Linked DNA regions of Mus musculus: region 1 is linked to region 2. Evidence: chromatin contacts called from public HiChIP or PLAC-seq data. All regions are on one chromosome and are shown on one strand. Each heading gives the region's core, a stretch centred on a gene start, on an enhancer-like site or on the middle of the called end of the contact. The rest is flanking DNA. Distances are from core to core; before and after follow the strand shown. Region 1 overlaps Ttll7 (tubulin tyrosine ligase-like family, member 7). Region 2 has its middle 29 kb from the start of Uox.

What was found. HiChIP or PLAC-seq counts read pairs in DNA pulled down with a chosen protein or histone mark.
Region 1: a CTCF HiChIP or PLAC-seq map of the NIH/3T3 cell line shows a contact between it and region 2, with 5 read pairs. The contact joins two enhancer-like sites. A contact is called at or near these places in 3 of 15 datasets of contacts at CTCF or cohesin (the NIH/3T3 cell line, large pre-B cells and stem cell-derived epiblast-like cells), 12 of 484 Hi-C or Micro-C datasets (the HL-1 cell line, cortical neurons, embryonic stem cells and 2 more) and 1 of 9 other capture datasets (embryonic stem cells).

What each region holds. Positions count from the first base shown.
Region 1 is chr3:146,873,354-146,878,751 of GRCm38.p6, reverse strand. All of the region lies in intron 1 of Ttll7 (tubulin tyrosine ligase-like family, member 7), which reads right to left. Among named protein-coding and RNA genes, the nearest start is that of Ttll7, 24 kb to the right of the region's middle. Within about 2 kb of position 2,666, at least 60 of the 459 cell types and tissues checked have an H3K27ac peak or open chromatin away from gene starts, as enhancers often do. A contact at or near this core is called in the HL-1 cell line and the NIH/3T3 cell line, where this site is marked.
Region 2 is chr3:146,565,395-146,571,060 of GRCm38.p6, reverse strand. It overlaps a transcript of Dnase2b not described here. Among named protein-coding and RNA genes, the nearest start is that of Uox, 29 kb to the left of the region's middle. Within about 2 kb of position 2,685, at least 107 of the 459 cell types and tissues checked have an H3K27ac peak or open chromatin away from gene starts, as enhancers often do. A contact at or near this core is called in the HL-1 cell line and the NIH/3T3 cell line, where this site is marked.

The DNA of each region.
Region 1 (5,398 bases), core at 1,417-3,916, 310 kb before region 2:
ACGAATATGTGTTTGTACTAACATCAACACATGGCAGAAGACTCGGAAACTGTGTTAGCTACTTGTCTCGTTGCTGCGACAAAACGCCTGATAGAAGCTACTTAGGGAAGGTGGAGTTCACACTGGTCCCTCGTCTGAGGGCAACAGTCCATGCTGCAGCAGTGGGAGCCTACAGAGAGCTGGCCACATTGCATCCGTAACCAAGAAGTCATTAATGATGAACGCTGGTGCTGAGCTAACTCCATGTCACTCAGTCCAGGATCCCAGCCATGGAAGGGTGCCGCCCCCAGCTGAGGTGAGCCTTTCCGCCTGAACTTATCTAGATAACCCCTCCCAGCAAGCCTGCAGTTGTCTCTTAGGGGATTCTAGAACCTGTCCAGATGACAATCACTATTAGCCATCATAGACAACTCTAGCAGACTGGCCTGGACTATTACCACTCCTCTCGACTCCTGTAACACTGGCATCAGGGGCCTGACTCATCTGTCATACTCACGGGTCCGCCCATTGTTATGCCACCAGGCCAAGGGAAAATAGAACTACTGGCTTCATAAACCTAGTCCACACAATTTCCAAATGGAATTCTCCTAGCTCAGAGGAGGAGATAACGTGTAGAAAGAATGCTAGCGACGAGCATTAAGGTCATGTCAAAGAAATCCTCATGTCTAGTCACTGTTGGTGTAGCTCATGTTTTGTTTCTTCAGACAGCTCTGATTTGTAGCCCAGGCTGACCCCCAGCCTGGCAGCAATGCTCATGCCCCAGCCTCCTCGGGCCTGGATTACAGCATAAGCCACCACACCCAGCGCCTGCCCTTTCTTACTGTTTTATGTATTTATTATATGTTACTTAAAGTCTACACATCTTACTCTTCTTAAAGGTCATAATAAGGACTGAGAACGCTTATTTCAGGACCAACCTCTTATTCTCAGAAGAAGGCCACATGTGTTTATCATAATATAAACTATGAATAACAAATTATTAAAGAGGAATGCTTCCTTGACTATAAAAAAAACATCTGCACAATGTAACACTCTATAAATGTCTGTTTTATTTTTATTTTATATGTGGGTATGTTGCTTGAATGTATGTCTGTCTACCACTTGCATGCTTGGTGCCCATAGTGGCCAGAAAGGGGTGTTGGATACCCTAGAACTGTAGTTACAAATGCTTTTGAGCTGCCGCATGGTTGCTGGGAATCAAACCTCAGTCCTCTAAAAGAAGATCAAGTGCTCTTAACTGATAAGTTAACGCTGCACCCTCCACAAATATTTCTTAACACTAATCATCTCAAATAGCAGTTGCAAAATTCTTCTATGCAATTTTATTGTTTCTATTTCCTCAACTTGAATACAGTCTTAAATGGGACAAACACCATTGGAAGATATCCAATGTCATATATATATATATATATACACACAGAGGGGGGTAATAGAGTTACTTGGTAAATGAAATATTTACATTCCCAGAAAAGAAGCAAGCACACTCAAACAAAGTATGATGGGCACTGACTAAGTTTTCTTAGTTTACTTCCTAAATTATACTGACTCGATGTGATGATGCTAAATCCTAAATGTCATTTATGAATAACATGCTTCATAACAGAACAATAAATTATTGTCTCTGTATATTTAAATCACCACCTTTTGAATAATTGATTTAACTTATTGCTATTAAATTAGAAAAAAATGAGCATAGAAAACTACTGAAATAAACTCAAAGAAATTTAAGTTGGTACTTCGCCTGAAGGAAGTCTGTAGTCTTTAGACCTCAGTAACAGACATTCTAAAGTCAACCACAAAGCATTGAAAAGGCCTCAACTATGCAATATGTGTATGCTGTAGGCTTAAGGATTCTACATTCAGAAGCCAGATCTGGGAAATCATCTACAATGCTGGAATACACCAAGCTCCTCTTTAAAACACCAAACTTTGGGCTGAAGGGTTGGCTCAGTAGTTAAGAACACTGGTAGCTCTTGCAGAGGACCCAGGTTCTCTTCTCAGAACCCACAAGGCAGCTCACAAGCACCTGTGACTCCAGGAACTCTGCACATTTTATCACATTTTATACACACACACACACACACACACACACACACACACACATTTGGGCTAAACATTCATACATATAAAATTAAAATAATAAAATATAAAAGGAAAATAGCAACTAAAAACAATCTAAATATACGCAATATAATCAAAATGGGTTATGACATGGTTATTAAAATGAAGTGTGAAAAGTTTTCACTAGTTTGAGAAGTTTCAGTATTTTCAGCAAGGCTGTGAATGATTCATGTGAAATAAAATAATATTTATCTCTCAAGAGTAGATGAATGAATTTCAAAGCTTACTATTTCCTTTGATTTACTAATTCTGAGTAAATATGCCATTTTATCCAACTATGCTACAATCATACGAAATAACCATGAATCATATGCCAGGATGAATTTTCATCAACTGTATCAATAAAGACCTGTTTCAATAGTGAACAAATTTGGCTTCTTCCAGAAGACTGGTTCCTAAGTAGTATGCAAGGATTATGATCCTGAGTCCCAGCACTCTGTGTTTATTTAAGTCCTTGAAGTATTTGCTAAACCACCTCTGAGGCTCACACTTCCAGGGCAAATCAAAATGTAAACAAGCTGATCCCAGATTCCAGACTCTCAAGCCAAGACTGAGGTCATCATGGAAAAATAACTAAGAGTGAAGTCACAACGCAAGCTGTATCAGTGGAGCACTAGCCACATGGCAGTCAGAGCAAAGGGGGAACACGCAAGCCATCCTGAACCCACTGAAAGGGGTTTTTCCCCCATTAGAGATAAAGATAAAGAAAGCACACTGCTGAAACCCTAGAAACCAAATCTTCCTCATCAATGTGGAAGTAATTTGGATTTTAGGTTCTGATTTAAGTTTTCTTTCCCATGTCAGGTCTGAGAGGTCACCAGGGAGTAGGTGGAAATTAAGACATTTGCAAATTTTAAAAACCAAGATATGACTGGATAGAACTTGGCAATAGAGAGATTCCCTAATGGGCACAAGGCCCTGAGACACGGACTTAGTACACAGAGGAAGAGGAAGGGAGGGGCAGGAAGAGGAGGAGGAGGAGGTGAGGTGGAAGAGGTAAAGGAGAGGGAAGAGGAGGAAAAGGAATAGAGGAAGAGAAAGGGAAGGAAAAGAGTAATCGAAGGAGGAGGGGAAGAGAAACTTGGAGGACATGAGAGATGGTGCTTCTTGTCTTAGTTCATGCTGCTAAGTGGTACAGGGAAGGAAGATGAGGAAGGGGAGGCAACCACAAAGATGTGTCAAGGAGCAGCTAGGGCTTAGGACCCTGCATAGAGCTCAGTGTCATCCATCAGCTGAAAGTCACTGCCAGAGCGATGGAGGATTAATTCACATCATCTCCTGCCTTTGGACAGCACAGAAGGGGGGGATGCATAAAGGAGGCCAGGGATGGCAAAGGACCTCCAAACCCAAGGCTTTCAGGAGTGCCTTAAATGCCCTGCCCTCCAGCAGAGAAAGCACAACAGTGGACTGAAGCAGGAAGAGTCTATTGAAGTACTAAGACCCTAGGGACCCAGAGCAGGGCACTGAGGGTATCGATCCACACTGGCCCTACACATAACTCTCTTTTATCAAATGCTCGAAAGAAGATCTTTGAAGAAGGTTAAACCTCTACCTTCATAAGTGGATGAACAATTCATGCAATTAGTAGATTGGTAGATTAACGGCTTATTTCAAGAGAGTCGGGTGTAAAAGACATTTTGTCTACTTCAAAGAAACTGACTCCTACATGAAGATTTTCCCAATATATTTTTACATTCCTTGATGTCAGCAATCACTGAGTATTCCTGATGCCCTACATATTAGCATTTTGTGGTGTCAGGGTTTTAGATCCTGGACAATAGAGAACTGTGTGCTCTTCTCTATGCTGCGACTGCTAAGTCCTTAGTAACACAGCTGAAGAATCTCCCTTTGCATGCCAGACCATGCTTGGTAAAGAGTCCGTTAAAGCTTTTGGTCCATTTTTAACTGGAAGGTTTGTTTTGAATCTCATTAATTCTTTGTGTATTCCTGATGAGAAGGTTTTACCTGCTGTGACAGGCAGTCATCAGAGGTAGAAGAGGAATGTAGAGACCCCAAGGTCTAGCCATCAAGAGAATAACAAGAACACAGTATGCATTGGGGACTAGTTCCTTGCCTTTCCAAAAGCAGTCGAAACAGACATTTGAGATCGAGATCGAAAGAGAGAGAGGGTTGGGGGAGGAAGGGAGGAAGGAAGAGAGGGAGGGAGGGAGGGGGGAGGGAGGAAAGAAGGAAGGAAGGAAGGAAGGAAGGAAGGAAGGAAGGAAGGAAGGAAGGAAGGAAGGAAGGAAGACATCCTACTTAGAAAAGTAGAAATCTTGATTATTTTTGAGATAGCCATATGAAAAATCGGATCATTAAGATTTAACTATATAAGAAAAGAAGACCTTTAAGAAGTGAGGATAACAGGGCGGGGGGTGGGGGTATAGGGGACTTTTGGGATAGCATTTTAAATGTAAATGAAGAAAATATCTAATAAAAATTTTAAAAAAGAAGTGAGGAGAAAATGAGAAAAATTATAATGAACATTTGGACAAAGCAGGAGCAGAGGGAGAAGATTTCAAAACTCTGGTTTTGTTTTGGGGCAGGGGATTGAAGACAATAAAAAATAAGAGACAAATTGTATCTTGTATCTTGGGTATTCTACGTTTCTGGGCTAATACCCACTTATGAGTACATATCATGTGAGTTCTTTTGTGATTGGGTTACCTCACTCAGGATGATGCCCTCCAGGTCCATCCATTTGCCTAGGAATTTCATAAATTCATTCTTTTTAATAGCTGAGTAGTACTCCATTGTGTAAATGTACCACATTTTCTGTATCCATTCCTCTGTTGAGGGGCATGTGGCTTGTTTCCAGCTTCTGGCTATTATAAATAAGGCTGCTATGAATATAGTGGAACATGTGTCCTTCTTACCGGTTGGGACATCTTCTGGATATATGCCCAGGAGAGGTATTGCTGGATCCTCCGGTAGTACTATGTCCAATTTTCTGAGGAACCGCCAGACTGATTTCCAGAGTGGTTGTACAAGCTTGCAATCCCACTAACAATGGAGGAGTGTTCTTCTTTCTCCACATCCTCGCTAGTATCTGCTGTCACCTGAATTTTTTATCTTAGCCATTCTGACTGGTGTGAGGTGTTTGCAAAACACATGAAACTCAAGAAGAAGGAAGACCAAAGTGTGGACACTTTGCCCCTTCTTAGAATTGGGAACAAAACACCCGTGGAAGGAGTTACAGAGACAGTTTGGAGCTGAGAAGAAAGGATGGACCATCTAGAGACTGCCATACCCGGGGATCCATCTCATAATCAGCCTC
Region 2 (5,666 bases), core at 1,436-3,935:
CATGTTCATAAAAGGGATGAAGTAATTAAGTAAAATAGTTCAGGGCTTAGCATTCAATATCTTCCCTCTGTCTTCCATTTTCAACTGCCAGGAAAACCATCACTACGAAGTGTACTAATTAATCATATTAATGCAGAGGTTCAGGGAGCCAATCTTACAAACATCCATCTAACAGATTGCCTTAAATAGCAGGGAGGCGTTGGACATACAATTTGACCCCTCCCCCTTTCCATACTGATGGTGATTTCTCAATAACAAGTAAAGAAAACTCAGCCAGTTCTACTTTATCTCACGCTGGAAGAAACAAGTATAGAAGATTTTGTTAAATCTTACAAACATTCATAAAAAACTCTTTTCAAATGCCTTCAGCCCCACAGTCCTACCATGGCATTAACACCCGACTGACTAAAGGACAAGGCTGCAATTATTTGCAGAGCAAACAGGCATGACACCATGACAGCATGGGAGCCTTCAGTTCCAGGTTTGCCAGTGCCTACCTACATGGGCTTTACTTGACTCCTCAAGGACTTGACTTCTTGTTCACAAAATGAAGACAATTAAGGAAAAACAATACACGTAACGTCTGGAAACAGGTACTCAGAGCGTATGAAATCCTTCTCTTCAGTGGGAAACGTTTGCTGGATCAGAGTGTGTGTTCTGACTGGGGTTGCTAAGCTACACCATCTCAGGCACACACAGGGTTTGAGTACAAAGACGGACTTTGTATCTTAGATGTTAGGTAGGCAGGTGATATTCAACAAATATCTGACAGTTTGTTTTGGCTCGGCTAGAAGGACTTTGTGTACCCACTACCAAGCCTCGGATCATCTTAACCTTTGCAGGTAGGGAAGCTCCTGATGTGCTGAGTCTCCAGCATCCTGAGCTAACTTGAAGACCCTATCTCATTCGGCAACGTTCTCTTCCTATCCTGTGCTACAGAACTCTCCGCAGAAGGCAAACGCTTCGATGCATTTGGGTTTCTGCTGAAGCTTTCATTCTGCCCAACTGTTGGCTGTAGGATGAGAAGGTGTTTGAGACAGACTCGAAGGAAGAGGAGTGACTCAATACTTATCTTAAATTGGCACCAATACCCTAATGGTGTGTTTATATACAATCTAAAAGTTGATCTATGTCTCCATTTTCAGTTTGCAAGATGGTTAGGATAATCTTTAGAGGCCACTGACTCATGAAGAAGGTGGGAGCTTTGACCTTCGGAGACAAGGCTGGTCTAAGGGTCAAGGCTGGTCAGCCACATGGCTGGAGTATGTGTTTGGGACGGACAGGGTTGAGAGTCAGAGCAAATCAAGAAAATAAAAAGCCCATCTGTATTTTTGAAGACTCATTTTTATTTTGGCGTGTGTGTGTGTGTGTGTGTGTGTGTGTGTGTGTGTGCATGCAGATGTGTGAGTGTGTGCTTATGTGCACATGTTCATAAAGGTTCCCTCAGAGGCCAGAGGAGGGCATCAGATCCCCTGGAGCTAGAATATCAGCTAGCTGTGAGTGGCCTAACGTGAGCACTGGGAACTGACCCGAAGGCCTCCTGAAGAACAGCATGGGCTTTGAACTTCTGAGCAATCTCTCCAGTCCCCTCACCTGTGTTTCTAACATAGCTTTACATTAAAACAAAACAAAACAACAACAACAAGAAAACAAACATATGGTCATTTATTTCTTTAGGAAATCCTCACTATAGAAGATCATAATTTCATCTAAGCAACGGGGAAAATTCAAAGTAACATGAAAAAGCAAATCAGTAGTCAGCAGGGGTTACGGGAAATGTGACAGGCTAAGGGAAATGTGACAGGCTAAAGGAGACGTGAAGCAAGTTTTGGTAGATATGCAAATATTTGGCCCTTTATTTGGTAGTGGTTACAAACACATATACGTTTAGAAAATTTATTAAACTATATTCTCAAATGTTAAGACTTGGCTGTCTATAAATCATACCTCTAAACACTTAGTTACTTTAAAACCTACTGCTTCTTTCATCTGAAAAGTTGATGTTAATACACTTATACACATCCTATCATGAATTTTACTATACATTTCAGTGTATTTATACAAAGGATAGCATCACCTTTTAAATTAAATGTAGCAAGTTTTTTTTTACTTACTTTATTTCTTACTCCCTTACCTGAGTGTGTACCTACCATCCAAGACAGCTGCCCCTACAAAGCTTACTTGGTAAAACCCAAGAGAGAGCATTGGTCCAGGGAGGGAGAGACAGGAAGCTGTTTCGACTCTCACAGCCTCTGGGATCTCATTATTGATGACTTAACAACCATTACACACTTAGTGAGTAAGGACTTTCTATATAAAGATTGTATTGCAGCATCTGCTGTTGGTAATTTAGTGGCAACTGATTGCTGAAGAAGCCACTGGAGGCTCCTGCTGATGTCTGTGAACGCAGCCCACTTGTTTCTGAAAAGGTGATTCAATCTGTATTTCGGTGCCTGGCACACAACTCTGTGCACCTGGACTTCTGACAGATACATTAAGAGGGTTGGGGGGCTGTGCTCAGACAGAGTACATTCTCACCGTGTCTTCCAAAGCCAAAGCCATCATTTTCTGGTGTTGAGAATCCTGAATCCTTGAGAACCAGGTCTATCCTGTCTGTGCAAGACCTCAGAGCATAAGCTGGGACTCTGGGTACAAAGTCAAACCAGCCCTGCTGTTTTCATGGTTGCTGGCCTGCAGCCCTGGCTGTTGGACACATGTTACACCTGGCCCTGCCTCTGCCCTTGGGAGTGCCCACGACCATGTGAGCAGGCGGCTCTGCAGCCCAGGGAAGTAGTACCTTCATGTGTGGGAAATAAACAACAAATTCTAACTATGGCATACTCTGTCTCTAGGATAGCTGGTTCCTGGAGACCAGGAAAAGTAGCTCGGGAAATAGCCAATTTGGGTAGGGACAAAATTAATCCCACTCAAAAGACAGAAAAGCAACAGGAGCGAAGCAGTGAACTTGGTGAGTCACGGAGAGCAGTGCCCAGAGCTCAGGACCATCTGTAGATCAGGACTTAATCAGAGCTTCCTGGTGACTCAGCTTTACGCGTCTTTGAGGAGGAGGAGGAGGTCTGGGAACCAGGGACAGGCTGGTCCATGCTGTATGACTCGCTGGGTTTTCCCCATGTCCAGGAAGTCAGGCTTGTAACTAAATTTCAGTCCCTTCCTGGTCCAGGTGGGCAGGAAGTGCCTGAGTTCTTTTGGGTCACTTTTGGGTCATACCTGGGGGTGGGAGAACCCACCAAACAGGACTGGCTGTTCCTGAGTCTTTGTACCTTGGGGGTGGTTGGCATCACTCGTTCCACAGGTATACACAAAACGAAGAAGTCGGGGCACACTGACAGAGGCAGGGGAATGACAGGTGGAAACACAAAGAACGAAGCAGTCGGGACACACTAACAGAGGCAGGGGAATGACAGGTGGAAACACAAAGCTCTTAAGTGCTGCTGTCTGGAGCCATTTAGCTTTGGCCTGCAGCCCTGCGTGTGCACCCCAGACACTCCTGAGGGCACGGCTGGACTATCACACAGCAAGATGATGGATGTCTAAAGTGAGCTATGAAGAAAAGGTCAACTTGTGCTCAGAACATTCTGTTTAAGAAGGGCAAAGTACTACATAAAGCATCTTAGAGAAATTACTTTCCAAAATAAAAATGTTAGGTTGGCAAGTTTAGGTTGCATTATTCTGGCTTTTAATATCATCGCTACTTAAAATATGAAATTTATTTCAGGTTGCAATATTGAAAATCTCATCCAAAGATAATTGGGGATTTTTTTTATGTTCTTTCTGATGTACAAGCATGAGTCACACATAAGTTATGCACATATACATGTATTTTTGTGTGTTGTTTTAAAGATGGTCCCTTGTGTATGTGTATAGGTACAAGCGCGTGCGCGCGTGCGCGTATGTGTGTGTGTGTGTGTGTGTGTGTGTGTGTGTGTGTGTGTGTGTGTGCCTGTTCATATGTCTGTGTACCACATGCATAAGTGGGATCCTCTGGAACTGAAGTTTGTTACAGTTGGTTGTGAGCTGTGTGGGCGCTGAGAACTGGATCCAGGGCCTCTACAAAAACATCAAGTACCCTTAACTGATGAGGCCACAAAACTGTGTGTTTGTTATATGTCGTGTGTATGTGTTATGTCATATATGTGTTTGTATGTGTATGTGTATATGTGTGGTGTGTGTGGCATGTATGTATGTGTGGGATGTGTGTGTGGGATGTATGTATTATGTGTATGTGTGTATGTATGTGTGTAATGTTTGCCTCCCTCCTCTCTCCTATCACCATCTTCCAAGTTTTCCTTTCTTCCATCTGAACTCGAGCTGTTTTGCTCAGTGTTCTGCCCTGACTCTCATCTTACTAGAGATACTGTCGGCAATCAATCTAATCCACTATCGATTGCTCCGATGGCCACCATATTTGTACTTCTGATGTAGTTCTCACTCACGTGAGACTTTGTACAAGACTGTGTACAAGGACACACAGGGATGTGTGTAGCATCTTGTCTGGAGGGAAAACCCAATACATCCAACAATGTAACTTTGGGGACATGAGGACTTTTCATTTTCTTCCTTCCTCCATCTTCACAATCACCTCTAGCCCTCAATTCTGCCTCCTCTTTGCTGTTTCACATGTGGAGCTACCGTGACCAGGAAGGTAAAGTGCTCCGTGTCCTGAAGTATTTACAGTGCTGAGAGTCTTGCTCTACACTGAGCACTTCGTACTTAGGAGATCATGTCATGACAAGATGGAAGTCAGGGAGCAGACTCTTCTCTGCTGTGAGTGGATAAAGGCTGAGAAGGGCAAGGGGTTGCCTCAGTGCTCATGACTGGCAAGGAGGGAGCCAGGATTCCATTGCTGAGCCCCGGTCTCCAGGATTTTCAATGAATGCCAGTTTGGGTCTAGTCTGAAAACAGGTTTCCTGAAACAGGTAAACTAAGCATAAGCCTTCTGCAGGGATTTTCCAAAGATCATATGGAAGTAGAAATAGGCCAGGGAGCTTGATGGAGACTGTTTTAGTGCCTCTGATCTGAAGGGCAACAGTTTGTGAGATGGAAGGTTATGTAGGATTAATTAGTGATGTATCTCTGACAACAGGAATGCGTAACGGTCGAGCCACAGGGGAATTTGCTGCTTGACCTCACTAGCGCCTTGTGAATCTCTGCATTAACAGGCAAGATCTAATCCCACTCCGTGCCCTTTAAATCCATCGTTGCTGTGTTGCTGTTGATGCTCTTGTTGTTGATGATGTTGTTGTTCATGATGATGACAATGACACTGTTGCTGTCAATTTCAAATTAACACACCCCTACTATCTTTTAGAAAAACAAAACAAATTACTATGGAAAAAAGTCAGCCATTTCAGGGCTTTGGTGAAGAAGATGTAGGGTTTCTTAGTGCTAAACTAGATTTCCTTTTCTCTTAAAATGTTCATACAATATTTTCACAGTGGGGTGAGGGGAAGATTCCTGACAGGGTATCCAATCACACACATTATTGAATAAGAATGGCTGTATATTAAAAGATTTACTGGAGGCATAATTTCTAATTCTTTCTTGATGAAAACGTGCTTGTGAAATAAACGGCATAAATTTCTCTGAATCAAATAAGAATTCTAGGAAGTAAAGAATTTTTTTTAATCTTTAATATTTCTGCCTGT